2 separate regions of the Sus scrofa genome follow, and region 1 is linked to region 2. The links are chromatin contacts, called in public HiChIP or PLAC-seq maps. All regions are on one chromosome and are shown on one strand. The core of a region is the stretch at or near the end of the contact, and the rest is flanking DNA. Distances in the headings are between cores, read along the strand shown.

Region 1 (4,751 bases), core at 26-2,525, 350 kb before region 2:
GGGGAGCACGGGGACAGTGCTGGGGGCGCCCCCCCCAACCCCGGCCCAGACCCTCCTGCCCGCCTTTCCCTCCTTCAGCCAGAAACCCTCAGCCTTGTTGTTTCAACTGCACAGCGCAGGTTACCAGCTATTGTTCTTGGAAGCTTTTCTGTGATCTTAGGACCTTTGAGAAAAGAACAAACAGCTACAAAAACACAGGGTAGTTAAAAAATGTTTGCGATTTTTGTGCTGCATGGAACAAAAGAGGCATTCAGGAGACTCAGCATTGTTCCGGGGGAGCGGGACGGCCCCCTTCTCCCTTGGGAGCATCCCACTGCCAGCTGTGGAATGTCTTAGACCGTAGTCTCGCGGTGTTGGGCTTCTCCTCCATACGGGGTCTGGCCTGGGGTCGCTCTTGCACTTGGAATCACCTTTAATGCTCACTCGGTTTCCATCTAATGCAGTCTTTCCTCTCATTGGGAAAAGTGGCTCCATATTATCACCCAGTCGGTCCCCTTAGTTTCGTACTAGTTACCAGCTACCCCGTCTCTTTCTGAATGCCTTCGACAGCCTATCCTCAGCAGGGATAATAAAGTCATATTTATTTATATAGCAACACAGTGTACATAGTAATTTCCTTTATTGTTTCATTATACAGGAATCACCTCTATTTTATCAAAGGTAGAATTGAGGTTCGAAGCAGGGATATTGCTCAGCTAGTAACTAGCGGAGCCCGATGAACGCAGTGCTCTTAGAACCCTACTAAGATGCCGCCTTCAAGAAACTAAATTTGGAAGGCCTATGGCCTCCGCTTCCTGGGGAATCCTAAAACACTGTGGACCCACTGTTGTCTTTGAGGCTCTCAAACCCTGGGCCCAGGACTCTCTCATTCTGAGCTGGTGCATTTCCCCCATGGCGGCCCAGGGACCCCCAGCCCTGCAGCAGGGGGCTGTAAGGAGCCAAGGTGCTCCTGGGCCTTCTCCGGGGCCACACGCTTTAATCACCTCTTCCTGTGCCTCCTGCTGCTTCCACGCCTGGTTTAATCTGCGCAGCCTTCCCTGTGTAAGTCAAGGCCAGACGAGCTCAGCAGGGGGCATCTGGGGCTGAGCGTGGACACCGCCATTTGGACGTGGAGGGTCTTTGCCTGCATCCTCTCCAAATCCCCAGGCTTCTCTGGAAGAGTAACGGCTTGACCTGCCATCAGGAAATTCCTGAGACGCATACTCAACACCAGTCTGAGGAACTGGGGCTGTTTAGTCAAGATAAGAGAGAGCCCGTGGGGGCACGATCCCTGTCTTCATGTCAGAGGAAATACGCTTGTTCCTTGTGGCTCCAGGGGGCAGGGCTTTGAGCAGAGAGTGGATGCTTGGATGCGGTGAGGTTCAGCACCATGTGAAAAAGACCTCACTACTCGGAGTTTTCAGAAAGAAAAAAAAAAAAAAAGAGAGTATGTGATCCGGGGCAGCGTGCATTTTCTCTCCCTGGAAATTCCTGTTCCTCTGAGGAGGAGGCTATGACGTGGGCTTCAGGGAACGGCAGCTCCAGCCCTAAGTGGTGAATGAGATAACCATTTCCCTTTACACCTATTGGCCTGTGATGGCACCGTCCACGGTGTCCTTTAGAACCAAGCTGCCCTCAAGGACCAAGTCGACCCAGGACAGGGCTCTGGAGGCACTCCAATGGCTGAAGAGGATCAGGGACAAAGGAGGCCACCGACCTCTCTCCCTATGAGGGACCCGTGCTTTTGGTCTTAGCCTTATTTCTCTGGGTGCGGAGCGGGTGGTGGGGGCGGTAGCGGTGGTGGTGACCACAAGGGCCTATGAGTGGTTTCTATAGAGACGATGAGCTGAGTTGGCGCACGGCTGGGCTGTCCTGATTGCTGGCTCTCCTGGTGGGGTCTTGAGAGAGGAGAGGATATGTTACAGCTCATTTCCACATTCTCACCTTGCAGACCGTGGGAGAAGTTTGCTGGAAAGAGCAGCGTGGCGGAAGGGCGGGGCTGCCCTTCCAGCAGCCTTGTGAGTTGGAAGTATGGATGGAGGGGGGCAAGGACTCCCCAGATTGTGACCTTTTCATGATTCATCATTCTTCAGTGCAGGAACGTGTGTGTGTGTGTGTGTGTGTGTGTGTGTGTGTGTGTGTGTGTGTGTGAGAGAGAGAGACAGAGAGAGAGAGAGAGCGTGAGAGAGACAAACACACGTGGACAGACAGACGGACAGAGGAGAGATGCTCCAGTTTTGTTTTCTCTGTTCCCTTTGTCTCCCTGTCTGAGCTCCACACCAAATAACTCATTTTATTTTATTTTTATTTCCCCAATACATTCTTTTTTTTCCTAATGTTCAGCATGGCGACCCAGTTACACATACATGTATACATTGTTTTTTCTCACATTTATCATGCTCCATCATAAGTGACCAGACATAGCTCTCAGTGCTGCACAGCAGGATCTCATTGCTCATCCATTCCAAAGGCAATAATCTGCGTCTATTAACCCCAAGCTCCCAATCCACCCCACTCCCTCCCCTTCCCCCTTGGCAACCACAGAATCTTTCCAGACTTTTACCTATGCTTATCAAAATTATATAGTTACACACACCAACACATATGTGTTAAGATTTTTTTAAGTAATTGTTTTCTAAAAATGGGATATTAATCACAGTCACTGCACACTGCTTTTCTTATTCATCAGTACTTTATAGAAAATCCCTCCAAGCCAGCTGGTATACCACTTACTTCATTTTTTTATTCTTTAGAGCGGATGGTCTTTATTTTATTAAACCATTCTTATGTTGACGGGCATTCACTTTGTCTCCAGTTTTTAAATTTACAATAACTACCTCCATAAACATCCATAGACTGCTTCCATAAACTTCCTCGTGTATGTCTGTATATCCTTATGGACTACTGCTTTTATTTCCCAGAGGTAGATTCCCAGGAGTAAGAGTGCTGAGCTGAAGGGTGGAGTGTTTTTATTTTTGATAGATATTTCCAGACTGTGTTCCAAAAGGACTACTGCAGTTCTCATTTCCATTAGGGGTTGGTGGGGGTACCTGATCCCCCATCCCCACAGCATTAATTGTTACTTCCTTGTTAATGTCAGCCCTCTGATGGCTAGACAGTAATATCTTACTGTTACCCTGATTTTCATTTCTCTGACTCCTGTTGAGTCTGAGCATCCTTACACACGTGTATCTGCTCTTTGCATTGCTCTGCCATGAATTGCCTCCTAGGATCCCAGGGGAAGGGACCAACAAGACTCCGGTGAGGCGGCAAGCAAGGGTGTATTTCCACAAGAGCTTTCACTGGGTCCTGGGTAACTGATGGCTCTCTCTCCCCCACCCATCCCCTTCCTTTCCCCTCCTCATCTCTCCCCCCACCCCATCTCTCTTCCCCCCTCCCCCTTCCTTCTCTGCATCTCTCCCCCTCTTCTCCTCCCCATCTCTCTCCCCCCAATTCCTTCTCCTCTCCATCTCTCTCCCCCCCTTCTCCTCCTCTCTCCCCCACTTCTCCTCCCCATCCTCTCCCACTGGCATAGGTTTTAAAGTCCACAGACATGAGAAATTCAATCACATTCTCCCAAAGGTCCCGGGGCAGGGCAAGGGTAAGCAGAAAATGAAGCTGTAAGCAGGTGAGAGCTGGCAGGCTGGTGGGTGGTTAGTTGCCCTTGTCCCTTGTGTGGCCCTGGGCTGGTTCCTTCGCTTCAGCCTGTCTCTCTTGACCCTGGCTGCAGGCTTCGCTTTTCCAGCTGTCACATTGAACTTCCCACATCAGACCTCGTCACCCTTTAGGTAACTGAGCCCCAGTCCTGGTACTGACACACTTAGCTCACACTTCCACCATCTCCCTCCACTCAGACATGCCCCCCAGGCCCCCCTGCCCTCCATCTCAGCTCCAAGATGAGCACGTCAGGGCCCTCCTCCAGAGCTGCCCTGGAGACTGACTAGCCCACCCTTGGAGTCTCATGGTGCCCTTTAAATAACGATGCTCACAGGAGCACTTCTATTCTGGTTCCCTGGCATTTGAGCTTGCTTGGTTATATCCAGATGGTTTATCCACCAGGGGTCAGCACTGGAAACAGGAACCACGCAGGTATTCCAGGTATTATAAGCAGAAGGGGTTTAACAGTGGGAACTTGCGTGCTTACAGTGTTGATGGAGGGGCTGAAGGGCAGGTTCTAGACAGGGCCTTTTGAGTGACTCCTAGATCATACAGCTGCCAGTCCCACAGCTATTTCTGGACTCTCCAGGGGGTGAAGGACCTCGACCCTAAGGTGAGGTCCAGGGATTAGAGTTTGGACAAGAAGCTGCCTCCACCGCCCTGCTTTTTGGATACCCAGGAAGCTGCAGCATGATGCCTCGGTTTAGAGCAACGAGGAGCAGTGACAGCCAGGAGCTGCGTCCCCTCCCTCCACGTCTCCCTCACTCTTGCTTCACAGATCCTGACTTAGATGCACGGCTCCCAGTAGGAGTTTCCCTGGATCTGAGCTCCTGATAGGAAGGTGAAGGAGAGGCTTAGGGGGGACTAACCACACATCTGCCTCAGACAGGTTGGATTTTGACGGGGGAAGTGGGTGGGGCATTCTGCACTCACACCACAGAATTCAGCATTCTGAATTTTAGTCCGAGGCCTGTGTGACTGGCCTGGTGGGCTCCAGCCAGACTGGATGTTCGTGTCCCCCCGCCCCCAGCCTCAGGGAACTCGGGCCCAGAGGCCAGACTCGCCCACCCCCACCCCCCAGGTTCTTCCCAGACTGCGCAGCAGTGCTCCCTGCA
Region 2 (4,616 bases), core at 2,014-4,513:
CAGGGGTTGTTGTCTGGGAATATTCCATGTGCCTAAGTTGATGAAGCGATGGCTCAGGGTGGTCGTGCCCTTGCCTCTGCTAGGGACATTGGGGTTCTGTGGCTCTGAACTGGCTTTGATATCAATGTCTTGGTCTTGGGTTTCTGCCCATTCCGGACATGTGTGTGGTGTGGCACAAGCTTAGTTTTCCAATTTCTTCAAGTGTCTTTCTCAGCAGATCTCCAGCTTCCTCACTGTGGACCCAGAGCCGTGAGTGCAGTTTCTCCAGTTCATTTCAGGGGCAGCCGCCTCTTTATTTACCTTCTCCTCCATTCACATGCCCGTCACTAGACTCCAGGAGAGATGGTTGTTCCTTTGAGATTGGACGGGAACAGGAGTGACCCTTAGAGCACAGGAGCATGTGCTAAAAAATTCTGTGTGGCACTGATCAGTTTTTCCAGGAAAATAGAGTAGAAGAATGGAAAGAGTAAAACCAAATCTATGTTGTTACACTAAATATGTTTCTAAATTAGGCTAATTTTATGATTAAAAAAGAAATAATTATTTAATTTCTCATTACCAGCTTTCTTCCTCTCTCCCCTCCCTTCCCCCTAAATCCCCCCCGACCCCGCCCTCTGCTTCCTTCCTTCTCTTTTTTCTTTCTCTTTGCTCTTCCTCAGGCTTAGTGGTGTAACAGTAAACCATCTTGATTGACATTATTTTTCCTCTGACCAACCCCCTTCTTTTCTAAAATCTTGAGGGCATATTTATAATTCATACAGATCAGTTTCTACAATCATTTCACTTTTTCCTACATTTCCTTCCTCCCCTCCCTCCCTTCTTTTTTTTGGGGGGGGATCTTTTTTTAGGGCCACACCTGCGGCATATGGAGGTTCCCAAGTTAGGGGTTGAATCAGAGCTGTAGCTGCTGGCCTACACCACAGCGACAGAATGCCAGATCCTAGCCGTGTCTGTGACCTACACCACAGCTCACAGCAATGCCAGATCCTTAACCCACTGAGCAAGGACAGGGACCAAACCAGCAACCTCATGGCTACTAGTCAGATTTGTTTCCACTGAGCCACAACAGGAACGCTCCTTTTTTTTTTTTTTTTTTTAATAATGCAGAATAACCCCAAGCAAATGAATAACAAGCCAAATAAACTATTTATTTATTTATTTTGAGATGGGGGAAAAAGCACTGCTTATGACAGTGGCTTTCCTGTGTCCCTTTTCACACACCTCATTAGCCAGGGGATGGCTGGGGGGTTCTCCTTCGGTTTTCACCACAGTATACACTTTGGCTATATTTTAAGAGCCTCCAAAGATGAAAATGGCCTGAATTATTCTTTTTTTCTTTCTTTTATTTTGGTAGGCAAATTTTACTCAAAGTTTTCCAGAAGATATTTACATTAAAAATTGTGAGAAACTTGCCACTAAAAATAAATGTCATAACCAATGTGCTTAGAATACTGTTTAGTACTTGTTTACATATATTAAGCACTTACTATCTTTGTTATTAAACCATTTAAAAATCTTATTAAAACAATATTTAGGCTAAACTTAAACACTTAGGATTCTGTATTTCCTTATATGCATTAACATGAGCATTAAATCTCTTACGGCAAGTTAGAAGTTTCATTTAAATCTCCGTGACATATTATAGAATATGTTTGTTTTAAAGAAAAAGAATAGTGATTTAGGCTACCTCCTTGGCTCTTTCTGGTGTAGCAATATCTAAAAGAAAATGAGGTTGTTTGAACTTTTCGGTCTTTTGGATTCCAAATGAACTTAAAACTTCATTTATTGATATAACTCTAGTGTATCCCAAATTAATCAAAACCCAACTTTCAGTTATTGGAATTAAATAAAACCTTTACCATATAGGTAAATTTGCTCTTTTTTTTTTTTTCCCCAGGGCTGCACCTGCAGCATATGGAGGTTCCCAGGCTAGGGTTTGATTTGGAGCTGTAGCCGCCGGCCTACACCACAGCCACACAGCAACACAGGATCCGAGCTGAGTCTGCAACCTACACCACAGCTCATGGCAGCACCAGATCCTTAACCAACGGGGGTGGGGGCAGGGTACGAACCTGCTTCCTCATGGATATTAGTGGGGTTCAGAGCCATGGGAACGTCTTCCTTGAGGTATTATTCTTAAGGGTGAATTTCCCATAAAGTAATCAGCTTTGTAATGAAAAGTCTCTTGCCCTCAGTGCCTGTGTGTTCAGCACCCTGAGCTATACCCCTCCATGGATCAAAACACATCGGATTTCAGGGGACATGGCTACATCCCCTCCTCCACGCACTGTTTGAGAAAGACTCCATTTCCCCCAGCACCCTGCCCCATTTAATTTTCTCCTCAGGAAATAATCCCGCCTCCCTCTTCATCCATGTGTCATGGATTCTTCCCCAGGGATGAAGTAGGAGACCTGTTTAAAGGAGGAAGCTACAGAGAATTCTGACTCTTTGAAAGCCTTTCCTGAAAGGTTCCTTGGAGAAGTGGGTCATGGAAACTGTGGTGGGAGTTTCCCACCTGGCCAGTGTGAGGCGCCCAAGGACACACCCCCAGGTGTGTGGGGAGTAGACACCGCCACCTCCCTGGTCACAGAGAACGACCGCTTTTAAACCAAAGGTGAAGGATCCGACCTGTGTGCCCAACTATCCCATTTTCTGGTTTTATCCGTGAGAGCATGGACGCCCAAGAGGGAACCTGACCACAGGGTCAGGCAGTGACTCAGGGGCACAGCTTCTAGGCTTCTCCCAGCACCTCTCACGTGTCTAATTTGCATTCCTTCCCGATTCCTGCCCCAAGACCACCCAGAACATCTTGTTGTCCCCCCATATCGGACAGAATGTGTGGAAACAAAATGTGGTTTCGTTTGCTTGCTGTGCACCTGCACATCTCCTTCTCCTCCAGAAAGTCTTTTTAGGAAGGAGGGGGAGGGTGGATTACAAAATCAAACAAGCAATTATCAGGTATTACAACTCCCCACAGTGTGGTAATCCTTAAGCTATGTGTCTTGGGATGAAAGAGAAGAATGTAGGAAACCCAGAATTCTGTGGGTGGAGCTGGGGGTGAAATCATAGCTCCCTAAACACCATTTTAAGGAATGTATTCAAAAACTTGGTTTACAAACAGATTAAATTAAGGGGATTGATTATTTACATACCTAAGTGTGCCTTTAAAAATCGACAGGGCCTTGTGCTGGGAACCTGGACCAGACTTCCACTTACCAACTAATTACATAACCTTGGTAAGCCCTGCATTTCTCATTAGATATAAAGCTATTTATATCTTTCTCATATGGTCAAAGCCAGGATGTTGGGTTGTAACTCAGCACCGTGCGGGCCCCGGTCACTTTTAGTGAGCTAAGGTCATAGGTAGATAGGGACACAGAAGGAGAACAGTGCAGACAGTCCATCCTTGAGAGTCTTGGGAACCCTGTCTAAACAACACAAAGAGACAGCATAGGAGGCCGGATTGGGCTTCAACTCTCGCCGGTAGGAACGATCACACCGGCTAATTAACAGCAAAGACTGGGAGGATCCTGACAATATTGCCACAGCCTCTGCTTGAATCTCCCAGCACGGGGAACTCACCACCTCCCCAGCAGCCTGTACCATGATTCTTGCTTTTAGGGACTTAAAAAACACACCACCTTCTCTCTCTCTCTGGGCTCTCAAGGAGTAAGCCTGCTTCTGGACCACACGGAGGATGGCCATTCAGCTATCTGAAGATAGTTCCCATGTCTCCCTTTATTGATTGATTGATTGATTGATTTGATTTGATTTTTTTTCTTTTTTTTTTTTTAAGGATGCACCCATGGCATATGGAGGTTCCCAGGCCAGGGGTTGAATTGGAGCTACAGCTGCCGGCCTACACCATAGCCACAGCAACACGGGATCCAAGCTGCTTCTTTGACCTCCACCACAGCTCACAGCAACGCCGGATCCCCAACCCTCTGAGAGAGGCCGGGATCGAACCCACAACCTCGTGGTTACCAGTTGGATTCATTTTTGCTGCGCCACAATGGGAGCTCCCCCGTGCCTCCATTTAGACTTCTTCATCCCAGGATCCCCCTTCCTCCAGCTGCTCCTGATGGAACTTCATTTCGAACGTGAACGAAATAGGAGCTGGGTGTTCCCCTGCCTGGCATCTGTTATGACTCTGGCAAAACTGCCGTGATGCATAAGCGCCCATCTTGATGACATCATCTCCGCTGAAGAGTGGGCCTCTGTTGACACGTTACCTGTTGGTTCTACATCCCCAGTCAAGGGTCGCAGCTATAGGATTTAGCCAGTGTCAGGAAGGCCTGGGTTCTGACAGATTGTTCCAGCACATTCCAGACAGGAGGAGAAGTAGGAACTAGAAAGACCTTCCACCGCTTCCTTCCTTCTTCTCTCCCTCTGTCCTTCCCTCCCTCTCTGTGGTCACTTGGGACTCCCCCAGCTCCCTTCTGAGGGGGGACCAGGCTCCCTGTTCTTGCCTCCTCAGACAAGCCCTGGAGCTTCATCTTGATTTCCTTTCCTCTTGATGCAGCCACTTTACCCCTGAGATTCTGTCCTCCTCCAGCCCGGCTCCTGCCCCCACCATCTTTTATCCACCTGTCTCCATGCAAACACTCAGGCTCTGA

What was found. HiChIP or PLAC-seq counts read pairs in DNA pulled down with a chosen protein or histone mark.
Region 1: an H3K27ac HiChIP or PLAC-seq map of skeletal muscle shows a contact between it and region 2. The contact joins two enhancer-like sites. A contact is called at or near these places in 2 of 47 Hi-C or Micro-C datasets (embryonic fibroblasts and heart right ventricle) and 1 of 2 datasets of contacts at active chromatin or transcription factors (skeletal muscle).

The regions. Positions count from the first base shown.
Region 1 is chr13:132,106,770-132,111,520 of Sscrofa11.1, reverse strand. The region is part of intron 3 of XXYLT1 (xyloside xylosyltransferase 1); the gene reads left to right. Among named protein-coding and RNA genes, the nearest start is that of XXYLT1, 160 kb to the left of the region's middle. Within about 2 kb of position 1,275, at least 9 of the 83 cell types and tissues checked have an H3K27ac peak or open chromatin away from gene starts, as enhancers often do. A contact at or near this core is called in skeletal muscle, where this site is marked.
Region 2 is chr13:131,755,153-131,759,768 of Sscrofa11.1, reverse strand. No RefSeq gene overlaps it. Among named protein-coding and RNA genes, the nearest start is that of FAM43A, 95 kb to the right of the region's middle. Within about 2 kb of position 3,263, at least 3 of the 83 cell types and tissues checked have an H3K27ac peak or open chromatin away from gene starts, as enhancers often do. A contact at or near this core is called in skeletal muscle, where this site is marked.